2 separate regions of the Mus musculus genome follow, and region 2 is linked to region 1. The links are chromatin contacts, called in public Hi-C maps. All regions are on one chromosome and are shown on one strand. The core of a region is the stretch at or near the end of the contact, and the rest is flanking DNA. Distances in the headings are between cores, read along the strand shown.

Region 1 (4,109 bases), core at 797-3,296:
CCTCAGCAGAGCTGCATTAAACATAAAGGGGAGTCATTTTATTGAATAATAAAAGACTGACAATCACTGTGATTGGCTGGTGGCCATTACTGCAGTGCAATTCTAAACAGCTTGTTTTTCAAAGTTCTTCTTGAATAACTCTCTAAACCCAGACATTGCCTGGCCTGATATGAAGCTCCAAAACTCATTCTTAAAGTGAAGTTGCTCACAGTCCAACATCTCTGTAAATGATGGAAAAGATGTTCATTGGAACTGACTTCTCTTTAATGTATTTTGATCTGGATATTCTTATGGAAGATGTAACAAACTCGGGTTTAAGTAGCATAATTCATGAGACATGAAAGAAAAGGGCCATGTTTGGAGGGATCTATTAAAAATCAAAATAAAACAAAAATGAAGATCAAGAAGGTCTTATCACAACCCACATTTTCTCTGAGTTATCCAGAGGAAAAGTCAGCAGCTTCTCAACAGAACTTAAGGCTCCTGGTGTTCTGGACTCCACTTTGATGCACCCATCTGTCTCTATCAGTATTTCACATCCTATCTGGGAAGTGTGTATAATAAGTGAGTTTAGTTGGCAATTTTCCAAGACACATATTTAATGATTTTTCAGGGCTATTTTAAATATCTCTTATCTAAATTGTGACTTAGTACTTTATTTGATCAATGAGTTTTGCCAAGAATGTTGTAGAAGCATTTGCTTTTGGAGCCCTCCGTAATGAATGCATACTTCAATGTTGAAACTATCCAGGTTAGACTCCATCCAAAGCAGAGATTTTATTTTCAACGTGGACGATGGAAAGAGTGGCATAAAGATCAGAGTAGCAACATGAGAGACAACAAACTGTATTTATTTTTTATTTTATAATACAGACGTTGGCAACTAATTTAGTGCAAACCACATTCAAAGCAATACAGAGAAACGGGTTTGATAGAATAGTTTATGAAAGATGAAGAAAAATTAATTCATTGCAGAGCCCAGAAAGCTGATTCTGCAACAGGCAGCAGTAGAAGAATCCCAAAGCAGTCAGTGATTGGCTGATGGCATCTTTGTTCCAGGGACAGGCATCCCTCAGCAGATGCTTGGTGAACTCCTTGTTTCTTCCACCTTCCAAAGCACTGCTCAGCCGCCTGGCTTGTAGCTGATCTTTGGCAGCCTTCTAGTGAGTGGTGCACATCTCCCCCTCTCGACCGTCGCCAGGTGCCTGCTGCCGGGCAAACACTCACACAATGGACTCACTTGTCTGCCTCGATCCTCTCCTTGGACTTGCAGCCTGAGAAAACAACTTGCAAGAGTGAGAAGGACCCTGCCTGGAGCTTGGACTACAGAGCCTTCCAGACAGGTCAAAGCTGGTGCTCAAGCAGACAAAACAAACAATGCCTGGCCCAGGAAAGAATAAATTATCCACGTTCACAACCCCGCCCAGCATCATGCAACAAGCAAACGAAAATCTGGGATGGGATTTTTCCAAATAAAAGATTTTTTAAAATCTTTTGAATGGGGGAACACCCCAAGACAGCCAAAAAAAGAAAAAAAGGATTAATGTTGGCTTTGCAGTGACAACGCCCCCCCCCCCAAAAAAAAAAAAAAAAAAAAAACGCACTGCACGAATCCAGGTTCTCAGAGAACCACAAGGTGGAAAACGGACCTGGGGGAGGAAGTGACATGGGCAAAGCAATCTAGAAGAAATGGGAGCCCCAAGATCAAATGAATAAAATGATTGAGTTAAACCGGGTTTAAAGAGTGAAACTTGGGGAGAGGGACAAGAGCTCTCTGCAGGAAACTACCTGGAGATGAAAACCGAATAATAAGGAAGTGGCAAGCGGCAACTTTGCAGTGGGCAGCAAGTTGTGTGCCCTCTGATGCCTCCGCTGAACATCCCTGAGCTGTTCTTCTTTGGCGGAGCGCCCGCAGCATCAGCACCAGCGGCAGTACCAGCAGCGGCAGAGGCGGCGGCGGCGGCGGCGGCGGCGGCAGCTGCGCGCCTCCGGCCCGCCCCGCGCGGTCCCCGCTAGCCCGCGCCCTGCCCGTCTGCGTGTGCGTGTGCGTGCGCTCAGCCCAGCGTGAGCGGCACCTGCTAGTCCGGGCTCGCCGAGGAGGCCGCCTCGCCGGGCTCTCACCGCCGCGCCCGCCCGAGCGGCTCAGAGGGCTTCGAGGGCTCCGAGGTCGCCCAGCAGCCGCGGTGGCCCCGCTGCCTGCAAGTCCGCCTGGCTCCGAGTCACGTGTCAGTGCCCGAGGCAGAGACTGAGAAAAAAACGCGCTTCATTCCTTCTTCCACCGCCATACTGTATTTTCCTAAATCTCATTTTTATTCCAACATTTTACTCCCGCTCGGTGAGTACCTACTCAGTGGCATTCTTGTCCTATTCTTTTTTTTTTCCTTTTTTTTGTTTTTGTTTTTGTTTTTTTTTTTTCTTCTTCTTCTTCTTCTTTTTCTTCCCACTTCTTTGATTATTGTTTGTATTTGGGAAAGCTGACGAGCATAGTCTTAAGCCTTTTCCTCAATCAAGTTTTCCTAGCATGCGATGGTTCTCTAGACAAGGCGCTGTGTCTGGGAGTCCGCGGCAGCGGTGCTCTCTGCGAGCGGCTCCCAAGTCCAGCAAAATGTGCAACTGGTTTTATGGAAAAAGCGTTGTGAAGTATGGTGCCTATTTTTTTCCCTTTGTAAAGATAAGAAAGCATGTTTCTAACTCTTTTTTACGTACTCTTTTTCCGATTGCATTTTTGTGTAGGTGGGATTTTCCAGCAGTGTTCACAAGTTTGTCGTCTTGCAATTCGATTCGCACCACTGAGCAAAGACATTAATTTTGCATTTTTATGACCTTTTTGGAAGCCTGTGAGAAATATTTCGTTTTTTCCCCTCCTGTTTTTGATATCAGTTGATAACATGAAACTTTTCTTGCAGCTAGTTAAAGGGATTATTTTTAAGCAGTTGCTTTTTTTCCTCCTTTACATTAACTATTACTTTTGCATATTTGACTTTTTTATTTAAAAAACCCGAGATAATTTTATGATAGATATCCTGATATCTATATTATCCCTTCTTCCTCCTTCTCCCCTCCCCGTAAATCAATTTTCAAATGATGGCAGTGGAAGGTTTTTCTGGAAAAAAAAATGAAGTGCGGTTTGGTTTCCTTGTCAACGGAGGATGAAGTGAACAGCACAACAGCTCGCAGAGAGCAGGTACTTGGCCCCCTCGGTGGCGTTCCCCGGGTGTGTGATGGCAACGCTGGCCAAGAAGTCTGTGTGCGCGCGTGTGTGCGTGTGCGAGGGTGTGTGCGCGTGTGCGCGCCGGTTCTGGGCTGTGTCCGAGCCCGCAATGGGGAAAGCCGCGCCGGAAGCCAGAACAAAAGTGCTCTCTGGGCCGCGATGGTTTTGAAGATGCGAACACCCCGTCCCCTGGTGGCGCCTAGGTTTGGGTGGCTGCAGGGGAACCAGAGCACAGCCGGCGGTCCAGCAAGTTGGCCTTAGCCACCCGCAGCGCCGGAAGCCTAGGGCCCCGCGGGGCGCTGACTGTGCGGTGATCCGGTCCTCCGGGCGCAGATGGAGGGTGAAGGGGCGGGGACCGCTGCCGCCCGGAGGCTGGCGGCTGGTCAGGCAGCCAGAGCTCGAGGTGTCTAGGATGGCAGCAGTCACTGAGCGCTGCTCTCTCGCCTCTGCGACCCGCGGGAGCAGCGCAGTGGGTTCTTCCCAGCCGCCTCCGCTAGCTCCGGCAGCTTCACGTCTTCCGTGTTGTCTCCCTCATGCTTTCCTGGCGGCGTCGCTTTGCTTTTAAACCCTTGCTGGTGTCTTCCGAGGAGAGGGAATGGTCACTTGTACCTGTGCATACTAGGTTTAATGGGACGACGCCTACAAGGTACATTATCCTTTCTTTAAAAATAGACTGTTTCATTTTTAACCACCAGATACTGATTGTATAGGTGCCCCCTACCCCAGGCCGACGACTGAGTAGGGCAAAGGGCCACTGAAGGTGGCCACTGATGTAGTGCTGAAGTACTGAGGGTTGAAATGTCATCTATAGTGTTTGAGTGCCCTGTTGCATGTCTCCATAAACCCAGCAGTACTTTTCAAAGATGCACTGGCTGGCAATTAAAAAAAAAAATCTTTT
Region 2 (4,109 bases), core at 616-3,115, 86 kb after region 1:
ACTTCCAATTTGTAATAAATTCCATATTCAAAAGATCAGGACTTAATCCTGAGGCTTTGTGCAAAATTAGGTAACAAAGAATCGTGAAGCAGTTGGAGCAGGACAGCAGGAATGTATGATTTCAACAGATGTGCAGAGAAGAATCTAGATCCAAGTAAAGATAAGAAGAAGCTGCCTCTTTGTATTTTGAGTGCTGTTGTAACACTCTGCTAACATACATTAAAGTTCTAGGTGGGGAGTCTTTTGCATCCAAAACAAGAAATATAACTAAAACAGGAAACTGTCTGAAAGGAGTCTTTAGTAAAGCCAGTTGAGGGTGATTAAAACAGAGTATTTAGAGAGATGAACCAAGAAGAGAAATAGAAAGGATGGGGTTGGGGGGGGGGGGCTAAAGAAGACTTGAGATTGATTCTTTTGTGCTCGTGCACATAGAGAAAAGCATACAACTTTGTGTCTTAGTCCAGCATCATTTACAGGAATCATAGAAGGATTGAGCACATCTTCTCCATTGTCCAGGGTCTTGGTGTAGTTTTAGCAGTTTGTCCATTTTTCAGGCAAGTTTTAGTAGATCCAGCTTGCTCTGGTGGAGCAGCACTACACCCCAGGTCATCTCTAAATCGCTGTATGCTAACATTTCATTTTTTCATTAAGATCAAAGACTGCAATCTTTAGGTGGTGTTCAACATTGTCCCACCTTCCCTTTCTGCTAAGTACAGTGCTGATTCTTGCCTGGTCATATTTGTATTTCTCAGTTTGCATGAGCATCCCCTCTACTGGTTTTGTTGTTTTTTTGTTTTTAGTTTTTAGTTTTGTTTTGTTTGTTTTTTGTTTTGTTTCTGTTTTGCTTTTATTTTTGTTTGTTGTTGTTATTTTGTTCTTTTTTTTCTTTTTGGTTTTTGGTTCTGATATTTTATTTTATTTTATTTTATTTGAGACAGGGTTTCTCTGTATAACCCTAGGTATCTTGGGACTCACTTTGTAGACCAGGCTGGCCTCGAACTCAGTAATCCGATTGCCTCTGCCTTCTCCTCTTGTCTGCGCTCAACTTGGAAATTATCTTTTAAGGCTTCTTTTTCTTTTCTTTTTTCTCTTTTTCTTTGTTCTTTCTTTCTTTCTTTGTTCTTTCTTTTCTTTTTTTTTTTTTTTTAATCTTGTTGCTTTCCTGAGTCAAAACGTTAAATGGTTCTCTGACATTTATAGTCTTTTTTTTGTGGTGAAGCTTTCAAGGTACTCTGCTACCTTGTTTCAACTTCCATTTACTATGCTTCATATCCCATTATATTTCACAGGAATCTTCTTCTCTAGCCAACTTGGCTCACTCAGAGCCCTTAATTATACCTCCTGGATTTTTGCCAGCGTGGTTTTGCCTCTCTGTCCTCTCAACTTCAATGTACAGACTCCTCTCTGGCATGGCACCGTTCCCCTTTTCAAACCCTGCTTCTCATTGTTTTAGTGCCTCCCAAATTAGGAAATGCTTCACCTAGATTGTACTCCTATTCGTCAAATAACAATGAAGAGGAAACTTCAGATTTTTAAGAGAGTAAGGCCGGTGCGATGATTTTTTGTCAGAAAAATCTCCGCCATATCGTTTTCCTTTCTATTTTTGAAGGTGGGAATCTGAAACATCCACCCATCCTAGACTTCAAAGTTATGTCAGACAAATCTGGCTGGCTTGTGGCAACGGGTGTTTGACCCTTTGTTTTTCATTCCTCTTCCTGAACAGAGATTGAGAATTCCTAGTGAAATCAAATTACAGTCTCAGTAGGAAAATGCCTCTTTCTTCGATTGACTTGAGAGACAAAGGGACTCCTATCTGTCTGATCTGCATTCAGGGTCACAGCTGAGATAGGAAGAGGAGAGCCTTAAGTACAAGATTGTGTGTGTGTAACCTGCTCCACAGCAGGTCTTCAGGATCTCACTGGGAAGAGCAATGAGCATCCTTGTGATGCTGCCAAGGAAATCATTCTTTTTGTTTTATAAGAAAGAAAATCTCCATCCTGTTGTTTTGAGCTTTAGGCCTAAGTGATTACACCACCGAGAATTCCAGAAAATACCTTCACTGCATTGCCAGCACTGGGTCCCACAAAATATGTGTCTTTGTAGCTTGTGAACCTTTGAAGTCTACTACACCTGGAAGCCCTGCTGGAGATGGTGGACATGTGGCTGTCACTCTTACTTAGGTTATGCACGTTTTACTTACACTTTCATTGCTTAACTACATTCTGCTGGCACTGAGACACCTTGGATAGCTCACTGCTCTATAGTTTGGGCTGTGCACAGAACTGCTTTTATAACAGGTAACACCCAAATAGTTACGGAGAACTTTTTTCATCCACAGTGTCCTGAAAATTAATTCATACCCCAGCTAACCTTGAACTTGTGCCATCTCTACTGTCTCAGTCTTCTGAATGCTAGAATTTCATTCAGGCATGAACCACCATGCTCAATTTAATGAACATATCCCATGAATCAAGTATTCTTCTGAATATTAGTGTTTTTTCTATGTGAGGATTTCCTTACTCTGGAATGCAATTTAAATTATCCAGCACTGAGAAGATTGTACTGTTTCAGGAGGCCTTGAGAAGCTCAAATACAAATAGGCACACAATAATTTAAAAATTTAAGCATATTCCATTGCCTTTAGTCTCCAAACAATTCTTACACATCACCCAGCCCTGCACAAATGACCTGATTCTAGTTTCTTGACTTCAGATACTGTTCAACACTGACTGAACTCAGTGTATTGAAACATCAATAAATAAAAAAATACAGAGGAGTATACTTCATAATCAGATCCACATTAGATTTTTGAACACAGATAAATTTAAAATTAATTTAGAATTTATGGACTGGTGGCCACTCTTGACATGACATGGTGAATGCTTTAATATGCAGTTGCTTATTCAAGAGACGTCATAGTGGGACTTTTTCACAGCTGTGTCGAGAAGGAGCCCTGACATTAATACAGATGGAGTTAAAAGTAGATAGTTATTTTCATTATTATTATCCATTTTTTGTTATTGCAACATGTAACATATATTATTTGCTGTTTGATTTAAGTCTATGTTACCTAAATGTCTGTTATTTGGCTTTCAATTCAGTTATCAGGTTTAAGGTTTTGTTTGTTTGCTCGTTTGTTTGTTTGTTTTGAATTAAAATGGCATGCTGTCAGAGATAGAATATTATTGCCCATTAACTTTAGACAGTAGTTCATACTGATTAGCAGTGGCTGAATAGTATCAAAGTAACCTCTGTAGTATATTTAAGGTATAGCAATTTTAATATAATTTTTAAGAAAAATCACTAACTGATTGTTTTCAGTATATAGTATTATATTTATGATCAATATTTTCCCTGTCTTTATCAACATTTTCAAGGAAACCTGAGTATTAATACTCAGGATTACTGAAAAAAATCCAAATATATTAGTTTAAAATTCTTTTAAAGATGTTAATGTTTACATTTAATTAATGCCTGCTTTCTCGGTCACTGACACAAGAAAATTAGAGCTCAAATATTTGCTTGTACAATTTTCAGAAATACTAATAGGAGATAAAAGGAAATAAACTAATATTTGTTTGCTTAATTTTATTTAATGTCTCAACTATATCAAATACCTCTTCATTACTCATAGAAGTATTTTGTAGAAAAGGCCACCATAAAATAGAGGCATTTATGTGAGCAGTGGAGAATGAGGCTGAGGGGAGACTTTCTGTTCACTGTCTTCCTGGCATCAGCCTTGGTGTCACACAACATAATGTGTTGGAGATTAGCCTGAACTGCATATGGAAACTCTGCATGAAAACAAAACAGAACAAAACAAAGAGCCTGGCATTGTAAGTCTGCCATCACTGCTCTAGAAGAATGGTTAGTTTAAGAAGATTGCAAGCCCAAAGATTACTCTTCTTACAGAGTGAGTTCAAGACCAGCCTGAGCAATAAAGTGAGACCTTACTTCAGGTGAAAAAACAAATTAAAATGGCTGAGAATAGAGCTCAGTAGGACACTGGCTGGCAGGGGTGAAGCCTTGGGTTTTTCTCTGTTTGGAAGCATTATTAATCATAGTCTTACACATAAAGACAAGCTTGCTGCTTTTAGTATTACCTAAGA

The links. Hi-C and Micro-C count contacts between places; a contact is called where the count stands out from the background.
Region 2: a Hi-C map of cerebellum shows a contact between it and region 1, with 2.4 times the contacts expected there. The contact joins the enhancer-like site here to the promoter of Ralyl in region 1. A contact is called at or near these places in 5 of 484 Hi-C or Micro-C datasets (brain, cerebellar granule neurons, cerebellum and 2 more) and 1 of 9 other capture datasets (pancreatic islet).

The regions. Positions count from the first base shown.
Region 1 is chr3:13,469,609-13,473,717 of GRCm38.p6, forward strand. It overlaps Ralyl (RALY RNA binding protein-like), which reads left to right and starts at 2,047. Exons shown (of 9, transcript NM_001357033.1): 1 at 2,047-3,184. Gm2464 (a long non-coding RNA gene) reads right to left here and starts at 2,221. Exons shown (of 2, transcript XR_003954437.1): 1 at 1,789-2,221; 2 at 831-1,274.
Region 2 is chr3:13,556,031-13,560,139 of GRCm38.p6, forward strand. All of the region lies in intron 1 of Ralyl (RALY RNA binding protein-like), which reads left to right. Among named protein-coding and RNA genes, the nearest start is that of Gm2464, 86 kb to the left of the region's middle. Within about 2 kb of position 1,866, at least 3 of the 459 cell types and tissues checked have an H3K27ac peak or open chromatin away from gene starts, as enhancers often do. A contact at or near this core is called in cerebellar granule neurons and cerebellum, where this site is marked.